4 separate regions of the Mus musculus genome follow, and regions 2, 3 and 4 are each linked to region 1. The links are chromatin contacts, called in public HiChIP or PLAC-seq and promoter capture Hi-C maps. All regions are on one chromosome and are shown on one strand. The core of a region is the stretch at or near the end of the contact, and the rest is flanking DNA. Distances in the headings are between cores, read along the strand shown.

The links. Promoter capture Hi-C pulls out the DNA fragments that hold promoters and counts their contacts. HiChIP or PLAC-seq counts read pairs in DNA pulled down with a chosen protein or histone mark.
Region 2: a contact with region 1 is called in an H3K4me3 HiChIP or PLAC-seq map of pro-B cells, with 5 times the contacts expected there. The contact joins the enhancer-like site here to the promoter of Psmc1 in region 1. A contact is called at or near these places in 8 of 39 promoter capture datasets (the 3T3-L1 cell line, the C10 cell line, embryonic stem cells and 3 more), 9 of 115 datasets of contacts at active chromatin or transcription factors (T-cell acute lymphoblastic leukemia, acute myeloid leukemia, effector CD8 T cells and 5 more) and 3 of 9 other capture datasets (adipose tissue, embryonic stem cells and liver).
Region 3: a promoter capture Hi-C map of pre-B cells shows a contact between it and region 1, with 8 times the contacts expected there. The contact joins the enhancer-like site here to the promoter of Psmc1 in region 1. A contact is called at or near these places in 7 of 39 promoter capture datasets (embryonic stem cells, hematopoietic stem and progenitor cells, hippocampal neurons and 3 more), 29 of 484 Hi-C or Micro-C datasets (B cells, CD4 single positive thymocytes, CD8 T cells and 18 more), 8 of 115 datasets of contacts at active chromatin or transcription factors (the SCID.adh cell line, T-cell acute lymphoblastic leukemia, embryonic stem cells and 4 more) and 3 of 9 other capture datasets (embryonic stem cells, liver and macrophages).
Region 4: a contact with region 1 is called in a promoter capture Hi-C map of stem cell-derived epiblast-like cells, with 3 times the contacts expected there. The contact joins the enhancer-like site here to the promoter of Psmc1 in region 1. A contact is called at or near these places in 5 of 39 promoter capture datasets (embryonic stem cells, hippocampal neurons, pre-B cells and 1 more), 12 of 484 Hi-C or Micro-C datasets (the CH12 cell line, the G1E-ER4 cell line, bone marrow-derived macrophages and 6 more), 7 of 115 datasets of contacts at active chromatin or transcription factors (the SCID.adh cell line, T-cell acute lymphoblastic leukemia, bone marrow-derived macrophages and 3 more) and 1 of 9 other capture datasets (embryonic stem cells).

Annotation. Positions count from the first base shown.
Region 1 is chr12:100,107,436-100,112,883 of GRCm38.p6, reverse strand. Psmc1 (protease (prosome, macropain) 26S subunit, ATPase 1) reads right to left here and starts at 2,682. Exons shown (of 11, transcript NM_008947.3): 1 at 2,673-2,682; 2 at 500-553. The coding sequence starts at 2,675.
Region 2 is chr12:100,501,892-100,507,339 of GRCm38.p6, reverse strand. The region is part of intron 1 of Ttc7b (tetratricopeptide repeat domain 7B); the gene reads left to right. Among named protein-coding and RNA genes, the nearest start is that of Gm36375, 9.4 kb to the right of the region's middle. Within about 2 kb of position 2,374, at least 60 of the 459 cell types and tissues checked have an H3K27ac peak or open chromatin away from gene starts, as enhancers often do. A contact at or near this core is called in T-cell acute lymphoblastic leukemia and pro-B cells, where this site is marked.
Region 3 is chr12:100,479,668-100,485,115 of GRCm38.p6, reverse strand. The region is part of intron 3 of Ttc7b (tetratricopeptide repeat domain 7B); the gene reads left to right. It overlaps Gm36375 (elastin-like), which reads left to right. Exons shown (of 2, transcript XM_006516439.4): 2 at 1-5,448. Among named protein-coding and RNA genes, the nearest start is that of Gm36375, 13 kb to the left of the region's middle. Within about 2 kb of position 2,710, at least 16 of the 459 cell types and tissues checked have an H3K27ac peak or open chromatin away from gene starts, as enhancers often do.
Region 4 is chr12:100,462,500-100,467,947 of GRCm38.p6, reverse strand. It overlaps Ttc7b (tetratricopeptide repeat domain 7B), which reads left to right. Exons shown (of 20, transcript NM_001033213.1): 4 at 1,638-1,768. Among named protein-coding and RNA genes, the nearest start is that of Gm36375, 30 kb to the left of the region's middle. Within about 2 kb of position 2,492, at least 33 of the 459 cell types and tissues checked have an H3K27ac peak or open chromatin away from gene starts, as enhancers often do. A contact at or near this core is called in stem cell-derived epiblast-like cells, where this site is marked.

The sequences.
Region 1 (5,448 bases), core at 1,433-3,932:
TCTTCCCGCTCATCCCTACCTCACAACGATGGCCTTTTTGATTATGGTTATACACACACACACACACACACCCTTCCTAATCTGTAAAATGACCACCTTTTGAAAAGCAGACTTCATACTCCTGCTCACTTAGTAAGACCTAACTGCAGCAAGTAAGTGTAATCTCTTTAGAGAGATGGCAGCGACTCAGATTTTTTCAGTAAGTAGACCAAGGTCAAAATTGATTTATTTGTTAAGTTTGGTGAGGTGAGGCACTTCTCACACCTCAGTAAGTTAAACACTTATAGGTGATCTACTTTAAAACTTCCACAATGTTCATGTTTAAAAATCATTAACTCAGGGCAATACGTTCTTTAAAAATGAAACCGGTTATGCATCTGTATACAAGGTTACCAAGATCACTACATCACTTTGCTTCTTAAAGGTTGTGGTACCATACAGAACTCGCCGAGACCTAAGGCAGTTTCTATGGCCCGATCAGATCTTGCTTGGTATTTACCTTGTCATCCTTCTTGCCACCCCCAGGACCATGGCCACCACTCTGGCTTTGACCCTGAAAGATAAAAAAAGACAAAACACACATAAATTCAGAATACTATCACTTCACTGGTACTTTGGCTCTAAAACACAAGCACCCCCACCCCCACCCACTGTAATGTGTGGAAAATGAGTACCTGGGCTCCCAGGTATGCACTTACTGTGTAGACATTACTTGCCTCTTAGAACCAAGAGCCATGCGACAATGAGGAGCCAGTAAGAAAGCTGGCAGCCAGAGAGCACCCCTCTCAACCGGGAGGTTCAGACTTGCCACCCTCTAATGTCAGTTACCTCCCCGACTGTGAAAAGAGACTCGCCACGCATGGTCATTTACTCTCTCCAGAGATCCACAGGACCCAGAAGACTTTCAGCAGCAACCTACCAAGCTCCTATCCTGACAGCCTGGGACCCAGACAAGACTTCCTTCCCGATCTGAAAAGCTGTCATCTTAAAACGCATGAAAAGCTCATCGGGATTTCTGACTTTAAAACAATGCTTAACACTGGGCGATGCCTTAAATGGTGGTCCTTTAAATTCCTGTGCAAAGATATGTGGTTTAGTGTACGTGTGGGTCTGTGCCCGCATGCCGGGGCACTCGAGAGGAAGCCAGAGGGCGACTTCCAGGGATTCTTTCCTTCTGCCTTGTGGGTCCTGGAGTCAACTCAAGCTGCCAGGCTTCATGTCGAGTGCCATCCCATCTGCCCAACAGTGGAGCTTGAAACAGGAGTAACAGTGGACTCACTGATTCACCACCCTAGGGAAGCACCTCTCACTACAACACTGGTGGCTTCAGTACCAGGACAAAACCACCTCAGAAATGATGCCAAGCATAAAGCACATTCGACCACACGCAAGGCTCGGACCTACTCAGAGCTGGAGTTACAGACCATTCTGGAGCCTGCTGGCATGCATGGGTGCCGGGAACCAAACGTGGGTTCTCTCAAAGTGCAGCAGGTGTTCTTTACCCCTGAGCCGCTTGATTCTCAAAGCCCCCTTGATACACAGGCAGATAAAAGGACCAAGGTCCAGGGAGGTTAACGGCCCTGTATATTGTCACAAAGCTTGTTAGACAGAAATCACACTAAGTTCTGCTGTCTCTCAAACCCAGAGGGTTTCTCAACTGCTCTAGAAAAGAAAGGATTTGTGCCCCACCAATGGTCACTGGCTGTATTTCTGTTTCCTCATTAAAATGGGGACATTAATAATAATCTTCGGGGTTGTTCTAAGAAGTAAGAACAACTCTGGGGAAATGCCTGGCGCATGTTCGGGATACTTTTTGTTTGTTTGTTTGTTTGTTTGCTTTTCCGAGACAGGGTTTCTCTGTGTAACTTTGGCTGTGCTGGGACTCACTCTGTAGACCAGGATGACCTCGAACTCAGAAATCCACCTGCCTCTGCCTCTCGAGTGCTGGGATTAAAGTCGTGCGCCACCACCGCCCGGCTTGGGATACTTTTCAAAGTCATCACCGGTCCTTTGTGTGCTCTGGCCTTCACCTACATTCAGATGCATTGGCCTGGCAGCTCATGATTCGGGCGGACTTCAGGGTTGCCTCCTTTTGCATTTCCTGACCCTCTGCCCTGCCCGGGCTTCGCTCAGCTATCAGTACAGATTACTCCCTTACAACCTTAATTTAGGCCTCGATTTAGATTTCACATCCACGAAGGGTCCTTCGCTGATACCCTAACAAAACCAGCCACCTTCTTACAACACAGCTACGTAACGATCTGGCCCGGTCCTGTTCCCTGACATATTTATTGTCTCCCTGCTCTAGAACGGAAGCGCCATCATCAACCGTGCTCGCCCGGTAACCTCCGTGCCTACATCTGAATCCGGCTCAACCAACCAAACCGGAGAGCGCTGAGCCGTCTGCGGAGAAACACTACGCTGGCTCTGCGGCTCAGCCGCTGTCCCCAGCGTCGGCCGGGCTGTCCCACTCGGCTTCAGCCCTTCAGCGCCTGCCTACTCGAGCGGTTCACAGCCCGGTCTCTCCCTGGGCGCCGTGCATCCTGCCCGCGTCCGCCAGGGAGTGAGATCCGCTCCGACCCGCGATGAACCCGAGCGTCACATCGCCTCGTCCTCCCGCCTTGGGGCGCATGGATGTTTGAGACGACCAGCCGAAACCCTTAGTCACTCACCATCTTCCTTCAGTCCTCCAAATCGCCACCGCCGGAAGTGCATCCACCAAAGCGACCCGGACAGAACGGAAGTAACTTTAAAAAAAAAAAAAAAAAACAGGCTACGGAAGCCTATCGGGACCAACTTCCTCACGGGCGAAGTTGAGCACGAAGGGCTTATTTCGGCGGTTTGGTACAAGGATTGGTTAAACATGTGGGCACTTAAAATAGTTTACTCGAGGGAATTCTAAGTAGCTGATCTTGGGCTTTTGTCAGTAACTTAAGACAATGATCTTGGACGTTGGAGACTTGGGGAAAATATGAAAATTTTAGAAATTTAAAAGGATGCAAAATTATAATTGGGAAGAAGTATTTATGTCAGGCAGGAATGGCGCTTGGGACTGAGAAGTTGATGTGTACACAGCATTTATGATCTTCTTTAGTTTCTGAACTTTGTAGCTCTCTTGAAAATAGTTCTTTGCCGAAAGAGATCTAAATGTGTGCTTTTTTTTTTTTTCTTCCCTCTGATGACAAGGGACTGATGATGGTGGCTAATACTGTGTTAAAATTACCCTTGAGGCGCTGGAGAGAGGGCTCAGCAGTGAAGAGCAGGGGACCCACATGGCAACTAACAACCATTCAGGGCACCTGTAAGCACGTGATGTGCAAACTCATACATGTAAACATAAACAAAGTAATTAAAAATTAAAAAAAAAAAAAAGACAGGACACTGAATGTGGAGAGAGTCCAAGTATCACTGAGGAGGGACACAAACTGGGGCTTGGGGCCCCAGGCAGGTGTTACACATTGTTATTAATTAGTGTTATTAATGTTAACGATAAATTCTTTAGCTTGTCCATGTAAGTACTCTTTGTGTTCCTATTCCTAAGTAAGAGTTTGAGGGATAGGAAATCTGACTCCCTAATTAACAGCTACTTTGAACAAAAGAACTGGTTAGTCAAACAGCCCGAAGGACCTGGCTATTTTGAGTACTCCACAGACACACTGAGAACTATACACAATCCCAGTTGATGGCCTTAGCCGTTCCCAACACCTTGTATCAGACCTTTTGCTATCATTCAATGAATTTCAGAAGACCCTGCCATCATTTCTACCTAGCCCAGGTGGGGCTATTTCCCCTGATGGTCCAGCAGACAGAAACTGTGTGTTGTAAGGTGAAGGTTAAAGGGACAAGGTGACTGGTGCCAACACAAACCTTCATCAATACCCACGTGTGCTATGGTTATCTGAATCTTTATCTTGCTATATATACAGGCTGCTCCAAGCTTGCTGGGTGAGTTGGCTGGAGGACACTCCATTGCTGCCTCCCTGGATGTTGTAACATGAGGCTCAATAAAAGACTTCCTTTGGTCTTGTCTTGCCTGCTTTGATGGTAAAGGGAGGAAGTTAAATTTACTCTTGGGAGGCTGGAGACATGAACTGGTAGCACAGAGAAGCAGCAGATGTGGTGAAGGCAAAGGCGGTGGACCAACGGTGGCAGCAACGTTTAGATGTGTGATTGGGCGCTGAACGGCAACTGGATTGTTTGACAGCAGTGTGAGACAGAGGGAGAAGGGGATGGAAGCAGAGAGTTGTAAGAAGGCGAGAGCTGTAAATGGCTCCAGAGTGGGTAGAGACATGAGGACTGTGAGTTGGAGACCAGCCTGGTCTACGTAGCAAGTTCTAGGCTAGCCAGGGCTACATAGCCTCTGTCTCAGAGGCAAAAAAGTTACAAGTGGGAAGATTTAAAGGGTTCTGGTCTGTGTTAAAAGTGGCTTCAAGGCCAGCATTGCTTGGGATGCCTAGGAGTGTGACCCAAATATGACCGAAAGGACAGGAGGCTCCCTAAGAGGCCGGCACACACAGAACCGATGACGCTTAGGACTTGCCTTCTGTGGGACAGACAACGTTCAGAAGTGCCACAGTCACGTGATTTTAAAATCTCCTTTCTGCCCATCTACACAGTCGTGGAGGGAACTCTCCCTCTTTTCCACCCACACCTTCCATCTCCCTAAGCATCCGGAGAGACTTCGATAACTCAGCTTGCTTTTACTTATCTGTCATGGAGTAAACATAAATTTTGTGGGTTTTTTTTTTTTTTTTTTTTTTGTTGTTCTATTATTTTCTATTTCTTGGGTCCTCTTAAGAGAGGTAGTGTGGCCGGGCAGTGGTGGTGCACGCCTTTAATCCCAGCACTTGGGAGGCAGAGGTAGTGGATTTCGGAGTTCGAGGAGTGAGTTCCAGGACAGCCAGGGCTACACAGAGAAACCCAGTCTCAAGAAAAACAGAGGGAGAGAGAGAGAGAGAGAGAGAGAGAGAGAGGTGGTGTGGGCACTGATTCAAGTAGAAGCCGCATGCTTTAGAAGTTATGGATGGGGATAAGAAGAAGGGGAGGGGAGGGAGAGGGTGGGGGAGGGGAGAAGGTGGGGGAGGGGAGGGAGAGGGTGGGGGAGGGGAGAAGGTGGGGGAGGGGAGGGAGAGGGTGGGGGAGGGGAGGGAGAGGGTGGAGATTATGAATAGCCACATGTGGTGGTTTGAATGAGAATATCTTGGGTAATGTCACCACAATGAGACCCAAGCCAGACGAAGCCTCCCCTCCCCCATCTCAGTGGTCATCTTGTGGCTTTGCCTCTCTCTGCCCCATGTCAGAGTGCCACTTGGGTCAATGACTCAGCTCAGATTTCTCGTTCTCACTGCTATAGCTAGTTTCTGGACACTCACCATGCTCCAGGCTCTCCTGAGGGCGATGGGAATACTGTAATGAGCGAGCAGAAAACAAAATTTTGATGAATTTTGT
Region 2 (5,448 bases), core at 1,125-3,624, 390 kb before region 1:
CTGTTCGGTCCTCTCACTGAGTCCACTTGCCACACAGCAGACGGAGGAGCTCTCAGAAACTCAAGTCAGGGCATGTCATCCACTGCTCACACACCTCCAAGACTTTTGCACTGAGCTTGTCCAAGGGCACAGCTTTCTCTCGGGTCCTAGACCATGCCACCTGACACCTCCCCTCTCTGGAATGCCCTTCTCACAGATCTTTGACTTCCTGACTCTGTTGTCACTATCTCAAGAACCCTTTCCTTGGAGAGTCTCTGCCTGGCTGTGGACACTTGTTCATGTCTCAGAGAATCAGGTTGGAGAGAGAGAAGCAAATGCTGGTTTTCTGCAGACCGTTTCCTCTTGCCTTTTGTAGTATTTGGTTTAGGATACAGACTATAAGGTAGTGCTGCCCATGTTCAGGGAAGGCCTTTCTTCCTCTGGTAAATTTGGTAGAGTAGTCTCACACCTCTGTTAAATGTCCTCATACATATCTCCAGAGGTGTGTCTCCTAGGTGGTTTTAAATCTAGTGAAATTGACAGTAAATTTAGCCATCACACCCTGCATAAGTTGAAAGTAGTGTTAGTTGAAAATGCATTTAGTAGACTCAGTGGGCCAAGAGTCATAGCTTTCTTAGCCTGATAGCACTTAGATTACCTCACAGTTAGAGAAAAATCACCCAACACAAATACCTGGGTGCACACATGGGTGATGTGCTTGCAAGGATGATGGAAAGCCACCCAAACATTTTGAGGGAGTCCTTTCTACATTAGTAGTAAACTTGGAAAAGATATTCACAATCTAGAGTATTGGTTTTTATTTTACACCATTATAAAGTTGGAAACTGGGCTGGCGAGATGGCTCAGTGGTTAAGAGCGCCGACTGCTCTTCCGAAGGTCCCGAGTTCAAATCCCAGCAACCACACGGTGGCTCACAACCATCCGTAACGAAATCTGATACCCTCTTCTGGAGTGTCTGAAGACAGCTACAGTGTACTTACATATAATAAATAAATAAATCTTTAAAAATAAAGTTGGAAACTTATTAAGTTCATTGTAAATGAGGGATCTTCTGTAGAGTACAAGATGAATGAATGCTCACCCCATACTGTCTGCCTTCTCGCAGCCCTTTACCAGTACAGCCACTCTTGGGACATTATATGGGGAGTCTAAAGTAGCCTGTCCATATGTATAATTTCAATGTTATTTATTGGGAGGAGGGGCATGCATGAGCCATAGTATCCATGTGAGGTAAGGGACAACTCTGTGGGGCTGGCTTTCTTCTTCCACCTTTCCATGGATCCCTGGAATTGAACTCAAGATGGTAGACTTGTCTCTCAGGCCCCATTCCTCCTCCTCCTTTTTTCTTCCTCTTCCTTCTCCTTCTTCTCCTCTTCCTCTTCTTCCTTCTCCTTCTCCCTTCTCTTCCTCTTCTTCCTTCCTCCTTCTTCTTCCTCCTCATCTTCCTCTTCCTCCCTTCACTGCCTCCCTCTCTGCCTCTTGCTGTTTCCACACAATAATACCATTCTATACACCCTCTTTTCTCTCTTGCTTTTTTTTTTTTTAACCCTCTGTCTTTGAGATTATTGGCTGTTACTATGTAACAAACTGGCTCAAAATGCAATGCCTTACAGCAGACTGTGACCACAGGGCTGGGCCTGGTGCCTGCTGCTCTTGAATGATCAACTTAGGCCTGAGCAAGTCCACTGATACCCACAGATAGTCAGATGGAAGAGGAAGTCCACTGATAACCACAGCTAGTCAGATGGAAGAGGAAGTGAGTCCTCCCCTTTCTAAGCTTCTGTGTCTATCATAGCTTACATTATCCTGTTGCTCAGCTTGGAGAGTTTGTTGAAGACAGGGCGCATTCATATATTTAGGTGACACAGATGTGCTTAAATAATTCTGGCTGTTTAATTTGTCTAATGGATGCGTTATGTTTCATTGGACACATCAACATTCATCAAACAAGTCCCTATATGTATTGTTTTCTGTTCTTTACCATTTCAGGCAGAGCTGTGTATAGGAAACTGTCTCTACTATGCATTTGTACTCAAAGATGCAAAGATCCATGGGAAAAGTTCCTAGACCTGGAATTCCTGAGTCAGATGATACAGGTCTATAAACTACTATATAGAAATTGCTAAATTGCCCCTGGAGGCACTCCTGCCGATTTATATTCCTGTCAATACTACTTGTTTGTGTCTTATCAGAACACTTAGGAGTTGGGGGAATCACAGGTGCTGAAAATACCATTACCTGTCACAAAAGGCCAGATGGGGGGGGGGTGTCACCAACATGACACAGGAGAAGCAGAGAACCCAGCTGTCTCAGCTGTGTGACAAAGGGGATGATGCTGCAGAACCAGCTCTTCTTGAATAGAGGCTTGTCTTTCCCCTCTTGGGTCACAGCCACACCAGGAATGGTTTGAATAGAGCTAAGTGACATATGAACTGGGTGGTTGAGATTTCTGTGTTGGTGTCAAGAACTCCACAAAACAGAGAAGAAACCTGACTTTTTTTTCAGTATCAGATCTCTGCATACCAGCTGCTTAGCCTACCAGGGAGCTGCTCTGAGGCAGACAAAGGCTACAGCCCTCCCTCTCTTCCTTGGGGTACCAAAGAGCCAAGTGCTCCAGGCACTGAACTGTGGTGGCCATAGGACTTGTAGATTTTCTGTTTAGAGCTGAACCAGGGCCCTGGGTCCATCCACTGAGGCTAACATCTGCCCTCTTTTCTGGCAGCGTTTGGCTGATGGTTCACCTCCGGCTTTAGCTCTGTTTCAGTTACTGGAATACACTTTCAAACCAGTCTGACTCAGGCCCCTCACACCCCCTACTCACTCGGATTTTCCCAGAGTCCAAGCCGATGGGGCAGGAAGAGGATTCCAAAACCACCTGTCCAGGTGGAATCTGCAGCCTAGAGCCTGAGGGGCTGGAGTGAAGGCTGACCATGTCTAGATGCCAAAGCCTGGATGGTTTGTGCCTGGCATGTGGGAGAGAGGGTGTCAGGAACTGTCTGGGTTCAGAGCCCAGCTCCAGGATGTACTTTCTCTCTGCTGCCTGTTCTCTGTGTGAGATGGCAATGGTGATAGTCTCAACAGCTTAATGTTGCTTTCAGGAATTGCTTGGTACATGGCCTCGTGCTTAGTAAGAGCCTGGTATGGCTGGGCTGATAGTCAGCGGTATCCACTATTTCTTTACTCTGATAATGCTGCAGACCCCGGGTGCACAAGGAGTGGATTTAGAGAGCTTTCCGTCTCCAGTGTTACTATTCTGGGATGTAGTAGGTCCTTCATGAAAGAAAAGATCAGTCCTAGTAGCTAGTGTTGCTTAGCACCTGCTACGTGCTATATTGCATCTCTTGTGTGATTCTTACGATTGCCAGCTGAGGAAACCACTGCTCAGAGAGGTTAGGTGAGTCTTCTGTCCCATACAGCCAGTAAGCCTGGACTCTGGCCCCAGGCTGCCTAAGCCTGAGACTCTTTCCACCTGGTGCTGCTTGGGCTTCTCTGTCCTGGAGGCCGAAGGTCTGGCCAATCTGCAGGGTGGCTGCTCCCTGTGTAGCTGGAGACCCTGCCTGTGCTTTCCACAGTGCCTGGGGAGTACTTTCTGGGACAGGAAGATGCTCAGATCTAAGGCTTTTGTGGGCAGAGCTCAAAGGGCAGGCCGCCATTCCCAAGTCACAAGTGGAAATTGAAGGCAGCTCTGTGTCTGTTAGCTTTCTCTAAGGGTCTCTGAGCTTGTTTCTGTTCTGTACGTTGTTTTTGTGACTAAGCCAGGGGGAGAAAGTTAGTCTCCATAGGTCCACACTTGGGGGAGTGAAAGTCTGTTTGATCCTTTCTTCTTTCTACTTAATTCTTTAATCCATCTGAAATTAATATTCCCATGGCTTGGGGTTCCTTCTTCCTTTTTGCCTCATTGTCCCAGCATGTAGCCAGATACTTCCGGCACTAAGAGCTGGTGTAATGATGACTGCATCTTTTCCTGCTGGTAGACTGTGAACTGGGGATCCATGGGATTCTGGCAAGTACAGGTAGAGTCCAGCCACCCAGGACCCCTTGAGTATTAGGGCTGAGTCTGTTTCTGAAAGGTATTTTGGCAAGAGCTCTTGATGTCTAATTCTCTGTTTTGGCTGGAAGAATGAGTGACAGGAAACTGCCCCCCCCCCCCCCAGGACAAAGAAAACATAATTTTTTTGGCAGATTAAAAAGGGAACCTAGAGAGTAAAAGACATTGAGAAGTGATTTTGGTAGCATGCTAAACTAAAGTCAGACCATAAGCTCTGTTGGCCAGGTATAGTGAGAAAGCGCCTGCTAGTGGAAGCCTGTTTCTTCTTTGACAGATCTTAGGACACTGTAACCTTCCTGCCCCCTTCTCCACTGTTCTCTGTCCTTTTCATCCTTGACTCTGGTGAGAGTGTGCCATTCCTTTCCCTCAGCCTGGTGCCCTCCCACTGGGTTCACCAGTCTGGTCCTACTCTCTCCCTGAGGTGTAGCCTCCATTTAACAAATGGAGGACTGATGCTGTCAGAGGTCACGTAGTGAGAAGAGGTAGCTAAGGTCCTCCTCTGCTGTTGTAGGTCTGGGAATTCTGCCGCAGGCCCTGCAGCAGGGAGATGGGTGTGGCTGTGGGAAAGCAGTGAGAGGAGCCATCAGTGTGGGTGCACAGGATGCTTTCTTAGAATGCGCCTCTGGGAACTGAGGCTGAGGTCAAATCTAGGGCTCACTGTATTTTCTCTTTCTTTCCCCCTTTCCTTAAAATATACAGGGGTCCAATGGTAGAACTCTTGCTTAGCAAGCTTGAAGCCCAGAATTTGATTCTCAGTACCATAAAAACCAAGTATACAGAAAAGGGTTGGCATAGATTGATGATCAGTGATCTTATCATTATTATAGTTAATAAATATCCTGACATCAAAACTTGTAGCTTTTAAGAGAAAGTTCTACTTTCCCCCCTGTAAGTAATATAAAAGGATTTGGGGCCAGGCATGGTAGTGCATGCCTTTAACTCTAGTGCTCTGGAAGCCGAGGCAGGAGGATCTTTGTGAGTTTGAATTCCAGACAAGACTAGCTTGGTCTGTATAGTGACATGTATTCAGCCAGAGCTATATAGTAAAGACCCCATTTTAAAAACAACAAAATAAAACAAAACAAAAACAAGAAAAAAAAAAAACCCAAAGTGAAAACCACTGAGCTCTGCTAGCCTTCTGCACACTAACACTCCTGTGATCCTAGCAATGGGGGCCGAGTAAAGGGATCACAGATTGCAAGACAGCTTACACGGTGGTGGTGGGGAGTTTTGGGGGTTGTTTAAAAACAAACTAATAAGCAAAAGATTCTGTTCTGTGTATATCTTTATAGATAAAAAATGTAAATATGCTGGGCGTGGTGGCGCACGCCTTTAATCCCAGCACTCGAGAGGCAGAGGCAGGCGGATTTCTGAGTTCGAGGCCAGCCTGGTCTATAGAG
Region 3 (5,448 bases), core at 1,461-3,960, 370 kb before region 1:
TGTCGTACTATCCTTATTGTTGAATATAAATGTGATTGCTCCTCTCTGAGCTCCCTTGGCCACTGAATCTATCCTTTGTACTGCAAGGTCATTATCCCTGTGTCCTTGTAGTGCGCTTTGAACTTGCAAAGTCATCAGATAGGCTTTTCCTTCTCAAGATTGTCTCAGCTCTTTAGAGTCCTTGTATTTCCATGTAAATTTTAGGACAGATTGTAAATTAGGGCAGGGAAATTTTGATCAGGGCACTGTTGAATCTGTAGGTGATTTGGGTAGTATTGTCATCTTCTAATCCATGGACATGAAATGCCTTCTTTCATTTAAAAATATTGTCTAGGGTTTTTTTTTTTTTAAGATTTATTTATTTTATATATGTGAGTACACTGTCACTGTCTTCAGACATACCAGAAGAGGGCGTCAGACCCTATTACAAATGGTTGTGAGCCACAATGTGGTTGCTGGGAATTGAACTCAGGACCTCTGGAAGAGCAGTCAGTGCTCTCAACCACTAAGCCATCTTTCCAGCCCTTGTCTAGTTTTTTTTTTTTTTTTGGATATGTATGTCCATTTAAACATTTTATTCTAAGTATTCAGTTCTTTTAAGTGTTACTCTGAGTAGGATTGTTCCCTGGTCTCATATGAGATTGCTAAGTGCCATTGGCATGTGGCTGGTTTCCTTGTGTTGCTTCATTTTCCACAACCCAGATGGACTCTGTTAGCTTGGAAGGGTTTTTAAAGGTATGTTTTTAGCGTTTTCTATATAATATTATAACATCTGCAAATACAGATGGTTTTATTTCTTCCTTTGTGTCTTTTCGATGCACATCTGCATAGCTGGTGCTTCCTTATGTTCTCATTAATGGCGGCGAATGGAAGTGACCGGAGCAGACATCCTTGTGGTAGGGGAATTTTATGATCAAGTTTGGGTTATTGAGTTTTCTTTTATGACCTTTACCAACTCTGAAAAGTATTCTTCTGTTTCTAGTTTGTTGGATTTCTAAAAGTCACGCATGTGTGCTAGAGAACACAGGGTACTTGTTCCCCTCCGATGTGAAGGTCCTGTAATCGGTGTGCCTCATCCTTTTTGTATGTTGGTTTCCGTATGTTAGCTCAGTCTTGTATTCCTGGGATCCATCCCATTTGGTCATGGTGTCTAATCATTTTCTGTGTAGCTGGGTTTGGGGTGTTAATCTTGTTGAGGCTTTCTATAGCTGTGTGCATACAGGACACCTGTGGTCTCCAGGGGAAGGCTTGACTTTGTCATGAAGACTGATGTCAGAAGATGAATTGGAGAAGTATTCTCTCCACTTTGGTTTTTTGGCACTACTTAGACATCCACGTGTACCTGGGGTTTTTTGGGTTTTTGATTGCTAACTCGGTCTCTTGTTACTCTGTTACCTTAGGCTTTACCAGCCTCTCCCGCTCTTCACAGCTCTGCGTATGGTGTCTGCTGCCATATTGGTGTCTGTTGTGGTGGGTTTTTTTTTGCTTTGGTTTGACTTCCTTTTGGAGACAGTTTCTCTCTGTTGCCCAAACTTGCCTTGAGCGCTCAGTCCTCCTGCCTCTGCCTCCTGAGTAGGAGTTAAAGCTATGCATCATCTGGCTGTATGGCACCAGATATCCAGCTAGGGCATCTTTACAATGGACCTCCGAGCTAGTCTATAGGGACAGACAATCTTGGCTGTTTTTAGCTGGTTCCAGTTTCAGGATTGACAGCTTTGCAGATCCTCAGCATTTCATCCTTCAGTGATAATTTGAACAGTGTTTTGCCCATGTTTTAAAGCAGACTCAGTGTGCATAGTCAAAGCAGACAACCTTTACTGTGCATGCAGTTGATTGACAGCCCTTACTGTGCATGCAGTTGATTGATTGACAGCCCTTACTGTGCATGCAGTTGATTGACAGTGTCAGTCTAGTGAACAAATTCTGCATCTTCTCTTGCCAGGAAGCTGCCACCTATTGGCAAGTTTTAAGGATGAGGCTAGGCTTGAATGAATGGATAAGTAAGAATGATCTTTCTGCGCAGGGCAAAGAGAAGCTAGGAAGGAATTAAACAAGACTGGATAGGAAGGGATTAAAGACTGCAGGGAAGGAGGCTTGTGGGAGGCTGTGAGCGACCCCTGGGCTCCTCCTTCCTCTGTGTCCTACCTCTCAGAGGCTCTCTTCTGCAGGCTGCACTTTCCCAGGGTCAGTCAGCTGCCTTGCGGCTTTGGCCACCAGAAGGCACTGCTGGAAGACATCGGGTAGGATGAGAGAAAAGTCACAGTATGTCCAGCTCCTGACAAATGAAGTGTCCCTCTCTGTTTAACTCCCACACAACGACCCCAGCTTCCGGGCCCTTTCAACTCCACCTCCTCTCTCTGGCCTTTCCAGCTTTTGGGATGGCAGCAGCTTCCTGCTGGTGCCAGATTCCGGGGTGGGTGGGTAGCCATGTTGCTTTTCTTTTTCATCTTTCATCTCTTATGCAGACAGTTCCAAGCATCACATCCCTTTCATTTCAAAAACTAGCATGCTTCCTCTGTTCTCATTGGTCCCACCTGATACCAGTGGTACAGCCAAGGCCTAGATTCCAAGTAGAGGGCTGCACCAAGGCCAGGGCAGACACGTCAGAACCGGGAGGTGTTTGAAAGGGAAGTGGCAGGCAGTGGGGACAAGCTGTGTGTAAGGGGCTAGCGAGACAAGTGTGTGTGGGAAGCGTGAAGGTAGTTCCAGCCCATTAGACAGGAACGCCCAAAGCAGCTGAGCCTCAGCCTCGGGAGGAGGCTTCCCTGGACCTTAAGGAACCTATGGGACTGGAGCTGAAGTGAGGAGTTCTGATCACCCGGGAGTCTGCTCAGCCTAAAAGGATCTCTAGGGTCCTGGCTTATTGGTCAGAATTAAAGGCTTCTTGGTATATAAGGTGGGGTGACTGGAGCTCACTGTGGAGAGCCACAGTGCAGGAGGAGAGCAAGGACTGATTTGATGCTCCCAGTGGTGACAGGGTTATCTGGAGGTAGGGTACTCAGTGGAGCTCTGGTCTCAGGAGAGAGGGGTCTGAGTAACATGTGACTTCCCCTCTGTGTGCTTCCTATTGCGGCAGGTGATGTTCACGTACGATGAAGGCAGCAGCTAGACAGAGACCTGAGTGTCAGCTCAAGTCAAGCTGAAATTAAAAGTCCACAGTAGAGTACAAGTGTCCCTGTGCTCAGAGCTTGGGTTCCCAGTGAGTTTTCTGCTGAATGTAGGCACACTTTTTTTTCCTTCCAGAGTTGTGGCCGGCTCCCAGATGGCCAGGCTGGCCTCATATCCTGCTGTGTTCTACCCACCCACCCCTTCTCCAGGCCGCCTGCTGCCCACTCACCTGCCCCACCTCCTCCAGGCCCACTCCCTAACTGGCTCTGTCTTCTTCTAGCTCGTTGCTGTTCTCTTGTCCCTTAGCTCTGGTCTCAGGAGAGAGGGGTCTGAGTGACATGGGACTTTCACCCTCATTGACACTGTTTGTTGCATGCAGACCCCACCCTCCTCCCGCTGGTTCCACACAGTCTAGGTTGGCACTCTGCTTTGGTTTAATCGTTTCCCTTCTGCCACTTGCCTTTCCATAACTGTATCATTAATTAATTAATTCATGGGATTAGCAATTACACGGGCACATGGTCTAGGCTGGGCAGTGAAGCTGTGCCATGTCCACGCTGCTTGCCTTGCTTCTGTGTACAGAGGAGGGGTGGAGCTGCCTCACAGGCTACCCTACCCGCACGAGACCGTTTGTTAGCTTTGCCCTGGCATGCCGGGTACACAACTGGTCATGAACTCTACTCGGATAGACACTGGTTGTTAAGTCGGAAGTGAGGGAATTTCAGCGTGTCTGAAATCCTGTCTATTTAGATGAATATAGATGTGGTCCAGCATGCTTTGAAGCACATAATCTTGTCTGTGGCTCCTTTCCTGCTGACCCTCACCTCCAGGTCTGTGGACTGCCTCCCATCTGTCTGGCTAAAGAGCCTTTGTAATGCAGTTAGCTCTTGCACTGTGGCAGTCGGGTTCCTCCTAGAATCTCCTAGGGGCCCGGACTTGCACCAAGTCTGATTTGGGCTATCACCCGGCCTGGCTCTTGTGTTTTGACTAATTGGATCCCAGGTGCAAGCCTTGCTTGGTCACAACCCCTCCTAGTCTTCTGTGGCTGCCAAACCATGTCTAGTGCTCATTTTCTTCCCCCAGATATTCATGATGTGTTGGAAATGAAGAAGAAAACACACACACCCATATTTGGAAAGCTCAGAGCTCTCTTGGGGGCGGGAGCAGGGCACAGACTGTTCTGTGGACAGCGAGGTGTTGCAGTGTGGCGTAGGGTGTAGCTGTTCACAGCGGGCTGGGGAGAGCGCAGAGCAGGAGAAACAGGAAGCCCCACTTTGGCTGCATGTCCCTGCCCTGTGCCTTGCCCAGTGCCCATGAGAGGTGGCAGCTTCTGTGCAGAGAGGCCTCAGGGTATGTAGGGACTACTGAATGCTGGGTTCTGGGATGTAGTACTAAATTATTGGTGGTGATTGCATCTTGCAAGGTGTCCTAAACATGTCCTAACCACTTGGCCCTATTCCCCTTGATCCTTGCTACCCTAAAGACAAGCATGGCTACAGGCCCCATTTAAGAGAGCTGGTGGGAAGATTCATCACTCCACCTCTTCACGGTTGTGTCACCGTGAGACTGCACACCCTTAGTGACAGAGGTTGATCCTGGTTGTGTTGAGGTCCTTTGAACAGCAGCTCTTAGAACCAGTGTAGACTCTGCAGGAGGTTGTGGACAGACAGCCTTTACTAAACAGTGCAGGCAGCCCTCAGACTTTTTTGTTTAAGGATATCTGGGACACTTTGGAGTTCCGGACAGGTTTTAAAAATCCAGAACCCAGAATTATATAGCAAGATGATAAACCAAAAGCTGTGGCTTAGGGCCACATCTGTCAGGATCACAACTTTTTGCAGGGGTCAGAGGTCGTTCTGCAGTAGGTGGGCAACTGCCACCAGGGGTCGCAGGAGCCTCATCAAGACTCAGACAGGAACCACTGTAGCGCATGCGCAATTGCTCCTTTCCAGGTGCATCACATACCTTACTTAAATTTACATGCCTCAGTACAGGGGAACACCAGGGCCAAGAAGTGGGAGTGGGTGGGTAGGGGAGTGGGGGGGGGGCATGGGGGACTTTTGGGATAGCATTTGAAATGTAAATGAAGAAAATACCTAATTTAAAAAAAAAGAAAAAAAAAGAGTTTTAAACATGTCCAATAGCTTATAAGACAATAATAGTTTTTGACTCTGGACTTTAAAGACATGCCTAGTTCTTTAAATTGTGATCAATAACATATTTTCAGACCCAGCAGTAAAACCAATCAACCTGAAAAAAAAATTATCTGCTTGCCATTTGTGTCTTAATACCTTATAGTTCCTACCCTGCTCCAAGGCAGGCTGACTTAGCGTCCCTATA
Region 4 (5,448 bases), core at 1,243-3,742, 360 kb before region 1:
GTGTGTGTGTGTGTGTGTATGTATGTCATGTATGTATGTCATGTATGTATGTCATGCATAATGGTATATGCCAGGCAGGAGACTAAAGACCCATTAACTGTCTGATTTGAAGGAAATCACTTTCTTTATCATGACAGGTCTCCACTTCTTAGCTGTAAAAGAGAATTGACCTTTTTGGTCCCTTCTAATTCCAGACTCAGACTTCTAAATGAGCTGGGTGCATACCATGTCATAAGGCACTTGAGGCAACAGAGATCCTATTGTGAAAACCTGCTAGTCCTTCCCCCACTGTGTCTGGTTTCTCTAGGGGGTTGAAGGTCGGTCAGCACGGGGGTCAAGAAGTGTCTGCTTGTCCTCATGTTGTTATTTTTTCAGCCTTTCATGCTTTTGTACATCTCAGCCCTGAACTCTACCCTAGCAAAGAGTTTGCCCCATCTATGAGAAAAATACCTTCAGGTTTCTGGGTTTTCTCTCGGTCCAGAATCAGCCTCGTGGTTTAATTACTCCTAAGCTTGTAGGCCTAAGTGTTGGTCCTAATGTAATAAGATTTCCCAAGTTTCTAAGTAATGTTCCCTCAGAGAATTGAAAACTTATTCCAAGGCATGCCCCAGTGACCTAAAGACTTCCCACTCACTGCCACGTCTTAAAAGATTCCATGACTTCCCTGTAGCACCTCTGGGGGTAAAGGGGGGACCAGGCTTCTAACTAAAGGCCTTAGGGGACATATAAACTCTAAACTAGAGTTGACAGGCTTGCTTATTTTAAAAAATTGTTGAAAAGCTTTGGGCATAGTTGAGTGAGGGTCTTTGTATTAATCAGAACCATCCTGGGACATGGTGAGTTGGAGATAAGACCTTTAGTTAACTGCTAGAACCCTAAAGGGAGCTGCTGGCATACTTCCATTCGTGTCTAGAGTCCTGGGCACCTGAAGATCCAGTGGCATAGGTTTCAGCCAGACAGCTAGCAGGCCCCAAGCAAGAAGCCAGTACTTCAGTTCAGACAGGGAAAGACCATGCTTGCCTTTCTCCCAGCTGATTGGATGAGGCCTGCCCACGTAGGGAAGGGAACCTGCTTACTCTGTTTACCAGCCCAAGTGTAAGTCTCATCCAGAAAACCCTACAGACATACCCAGAAGGTTTGTCCCGATGTCCTAGCATCCCGTTGCTTGGTCATGCTGATGTCTAAACATGACCACCATACTACCATACGCTTCAGGACTGAAAGAGCTCGTGTGAAGGCCCTCTCCAGTTCAAGCTGAGTTCAGGGTGAGCCAGACTGCATGTGGTGTGAACTGAATGGCCCCTTTCTTCTGCAACTTTAGATATTCCTTCTGGAGCTTCATTTTGATATTCCATTTTGTCTTTAAAAGAGAAGACAGTCAGGGTGTGGGTGCCCTGTGCCTTTAACTGAGAAGCAGAGAGAGGGGCAAGTGGATCCTTGGTTTACTCAGGGAATCCAGACCAGCCAGTGTTACATAGCAAGACCCTGTCTAATTAAAAGGAAGTCAGGATAGAGGATCTGCTTCTCCGATAGCCTCTTGCAGAGCCGACCATTCTGTGACCCTGTGCATCCAGACTTAGAATCATGTCCTATGAAAACCAACTTGTTCAGTTTCTATGTGTTTGCTTTGCTCTTAGGACTTTGTTTAGAGAAACTGCCTGTTTCGTCCTCTACCAGTAATCTCCATGTGGACCGGGAGCAGGACGTCATCACCTGCTATGAGAAAGCTGGGGACATTGCACTCTTGTACCTCCAGGAGATAGAAAGGGTAAGTAAGGCCATATATGTTCACTCCAACTGATACCACCCCGCTCCGTGTGCCCACATCAGATTGTGGGAATTGTAGCCGACCACTGGAAAGAAAGCCTTTGCCTTACTTGTCTGCCCCTGGCACAAACTCTGCTTGCATTCCTGAGTGTTATGGAGGAAGTGGTCATAGGTATGGTATTTATAAAAGTAACTGGGTCAGTGTGCAGATACAACAGTATGGGTTGTCCATACCTTTACCACTCTTCTCCCTGGTTAAGATTCATGCATCTTGCTGGGCGGTGGTGGTGCACGCCTTTAATCCCAGCACTTGGGAGGCAGTGGCAGGTGATTTCTGAGTTCGAGGCCAGCCAGCTCTACAAAGTGAGTGCCAGGACAGCCAGGGCTACACAGAGGAACCCTGTCTCGGAAAAAAAAAAAAAAATCCATGCATCGTTACTTGGTCTTCACACCAGCAGGTATTTACCTGGGTTTTGGGTTGCTTTACCTTGATAGTGTGGCAGAGGTCTTCTGGGTCTTTAACTAGTGTGTTTGGAGCAGGTTGTGTGTCTCCTGGGACTGTCTGCAGAGGACCGAGCAGTCAAGTGGTCTGTGTCAGGGTAAGGAAAAGTAGCAACTGACAAGAATGTCACAGAAGCAGAGACTGAGGGAGCAGAGTTGGCTTGAGGCTGGATAGGGTCAGGGATGAGGCCAGGGCTGGGCCAGGGCTGGGGCCAGGGATGAGGCCAGGGATGAGGTCAGGGGTGGGGCCAGGGATGAGGTCAGGGGTGGGGCCAGGAATGAGGTCAGGGGTGGGGCCAGGGCTGGGGTCAGGGATGAGGTCAGGGGTGGGGCCAGGGGTGGGGTCAGGGCTGGGGCCAGGGCTGGGCCAGGGATGAGGCCAGGGCTGGGGCCAGGGATGAGGTCAGGGTGGGGTCAGGGATGAGGTCAGGGGTGGGGCCAGGGGTGGTGTATTAGTCAGGGTTCTCTAGAGTCACAGAACTTATGGATAATCTCTAAATAGTAAAGGAATTTATTGATGACTTACAGTCGGCAGCCGAATTCCCAACAATTGTTCAGTCGCAGCTGTGAATGGAAGTCCAAGGATCTAGCAGTTACTCAGTCTCACGCAGCAAGCAGGCAAAGGAGCAAGAGCAAGAGCTAGACTCCCTTCTTCCAATGTCCTTATATTGTCTCCAGCAAAAGGTGTAGCCCAGATTAAAGGTGTGTTCCACCACACCTTTAATCCCAGATGAAAGGCATAGCCCAGATTAAAGGTGTGTTCCTTAACTCGGAGATTCAATCTTCTGGAATCCATAGCCACTATGGCTCAAGATCTTCAAACCAAGATCCAGATAAGGATCTCCAAGCCTCCAGATAAGGGTCACTGGTGAGCCTTCCAATTCCGGATTGTAGTTCATTCCAAATATTGTCAAGTTGACAACCAGGAATAGCCACTACAATCCACCCCTTGTCAACTTGACACAAATAATATCTCATGTTCACATGAAACAATAACAAGGTTGTAAATACGCCTAACATGATATAACTATCCCTCGTACAATCGCAAACGCATTAGTAAATTTACAATGGGCATTCATATTACTTTATAATCCTCGTTTCTGCAACTGGTTACGTGGCCTTAATTGGTATTTATAACTACCTTCCTCTACTACCCATTCTGTATTTCCTTCACCTTCAGCCAGCACCTCAGCAGGTCTTGGCTCTTTTCCTGGAGGATTGACCCATACCTTCATTCCTGATGGGTCTGCGTCCTTTGTCATCCTGCTTGGATTAGGCTGTTGTAGTTTCCCATTGACTTTAATCACAGGACATGGTAGTACTAAGAGACGCCCTAAGGGATCTCCTACACTCCAGACATAATCTTGCTTACCACCATTGTGAAGAGGTAATCCAATTTCCCCATGGTAATCTGGATCTATCACCCCTCCTAACACTGTTATTCCTTTTTTAGCCTGTTGGTTTAAGGGCATTAGAAGCCCAAAATGACCAGGGGGAAGTCTGAGCTTCCAGTTCAATGGAATGTTTGTTGTAGCTCCTGGTAGGAGCACTCCCCTCTCTGGAGCCAAAACTTCTAAGCCAGCAGAACCTAGAGTTATGGGGACAGGAAGCAAAAATTTTCCTAGAGGGTCACTAGGAGTGATAGTAAGTGGAACTATTCCGTTTTCCACACCTTGATTCCTGGACCCATGAATCCTGGCTATGGGTGAAACTGTACCATATATCGAGCGCTGATTCAAAGCATATACTGCCTTCTGAAGAACTCTGCCCCAGCCTTCCAAGCTGTTACCACCTAATTGGCGCTGTAACTGCATCTTCAAAAGGCCGTTCCATCTTTCTATCAGCCCAGCTGCTTCAGGATGATGGGGAACGTGGTAAGACCAGTGAATGCCATGATCGTGGGCCCACTGTCGTACTTCTCTGGCTGTGAAATGAGTTCCTTGGTCAGAAGCAATACTGTGTGGAATACCATGACGATAGATAAGGCATTCTGTCAGTCCGTGAATGGTGGTTTTAGCAGAGGCATTACGTGCAGGAAAGGCAAATCCATAACCAGAATAAGTATCTACTCCAGTAAGAACAAAACGCTGTCCTTTCCATGAAGGAAGTGGTCCAATGTAGTCAACCTGCCACCAGGTTGCTGGCTGGTCACCCCGAGGAATGGTGCCATATCTGGGACTCAGTGTTGGTTTCTGCTGTTGGCAGATCTGGCAATCAGCAGCAGCAGTAGCCAGGTCAGCTTTGGTGAGTGGAAGCCCGTGTTGCTGAGCCCAAGCATAACCTCCATCTCGACCACCATGACCACTTTGTTCATGTGCCCATTGAGCAATGACAGGGATGGCTGGGGAGAGAGGCTGACTGTCCACAGAACGGGTCATCTTATCCACTTGATTATTGAACTCCTCCTCGGCTGAAGTCACCTTTTGGTGAGCATTTACATGGGACACAAATATCTTCACATCCTTTGCCCATTTGGAGAGATCTATCCACATACTTCTTCCCCAGATGTCTTTCTCACCAATTTTCCAATTGTGATCTTTCCAAGTCCCTGACCATCCAGCCAATCCATTGGCTACAGCCCATGAGTCAGTGAATAATCGTACATCTGGCCACTTCTTCTTACAAACAAACTGTAATACCATGTGTACTGCCCGAAGTTCTGCCCACTGTGAAGATTTCCCTTCACCTGTGTCTTTCAAGGTTGTCCCAGAAAGGGGTTGTAATGCTGCAGCTGTCCACTTCTGGGTGGTACCTGCATAACGTGCAGAGCCATCAGTAAACCAGGCTCTAGTCTTCTCCTCTTCGGTCAGTTGATCATAGGGAACACCCCATGAGGCTATAGGTGCATGCTTGGCAGCAGATGGCATTGTAACAGGAGTAGAAACCATAGGCATTTGAGCAACTTCTTCATGTAACTTGCTTGTGCCTTCAGGACCTGCTCTGGCCCGATCACGTATATACCACTTCCATTTGATAATAGACTGCTGCTGTGCACGTCCCACTTTATGACTTGCAGGGTCTGATAGTACCCAGCTCATGATGGGTAGTTCAGGTCGCATAGTGACTTGGTGTCCTATTGTCAGACGTTCAGTTTCCACTAAGGCCCAATAGCAGGCCAAGAGCTGTTTTTCAAAGGGAGAATAGTTGTCTGCAGATGATGGTAGAGCTTTGCTCCAAAAT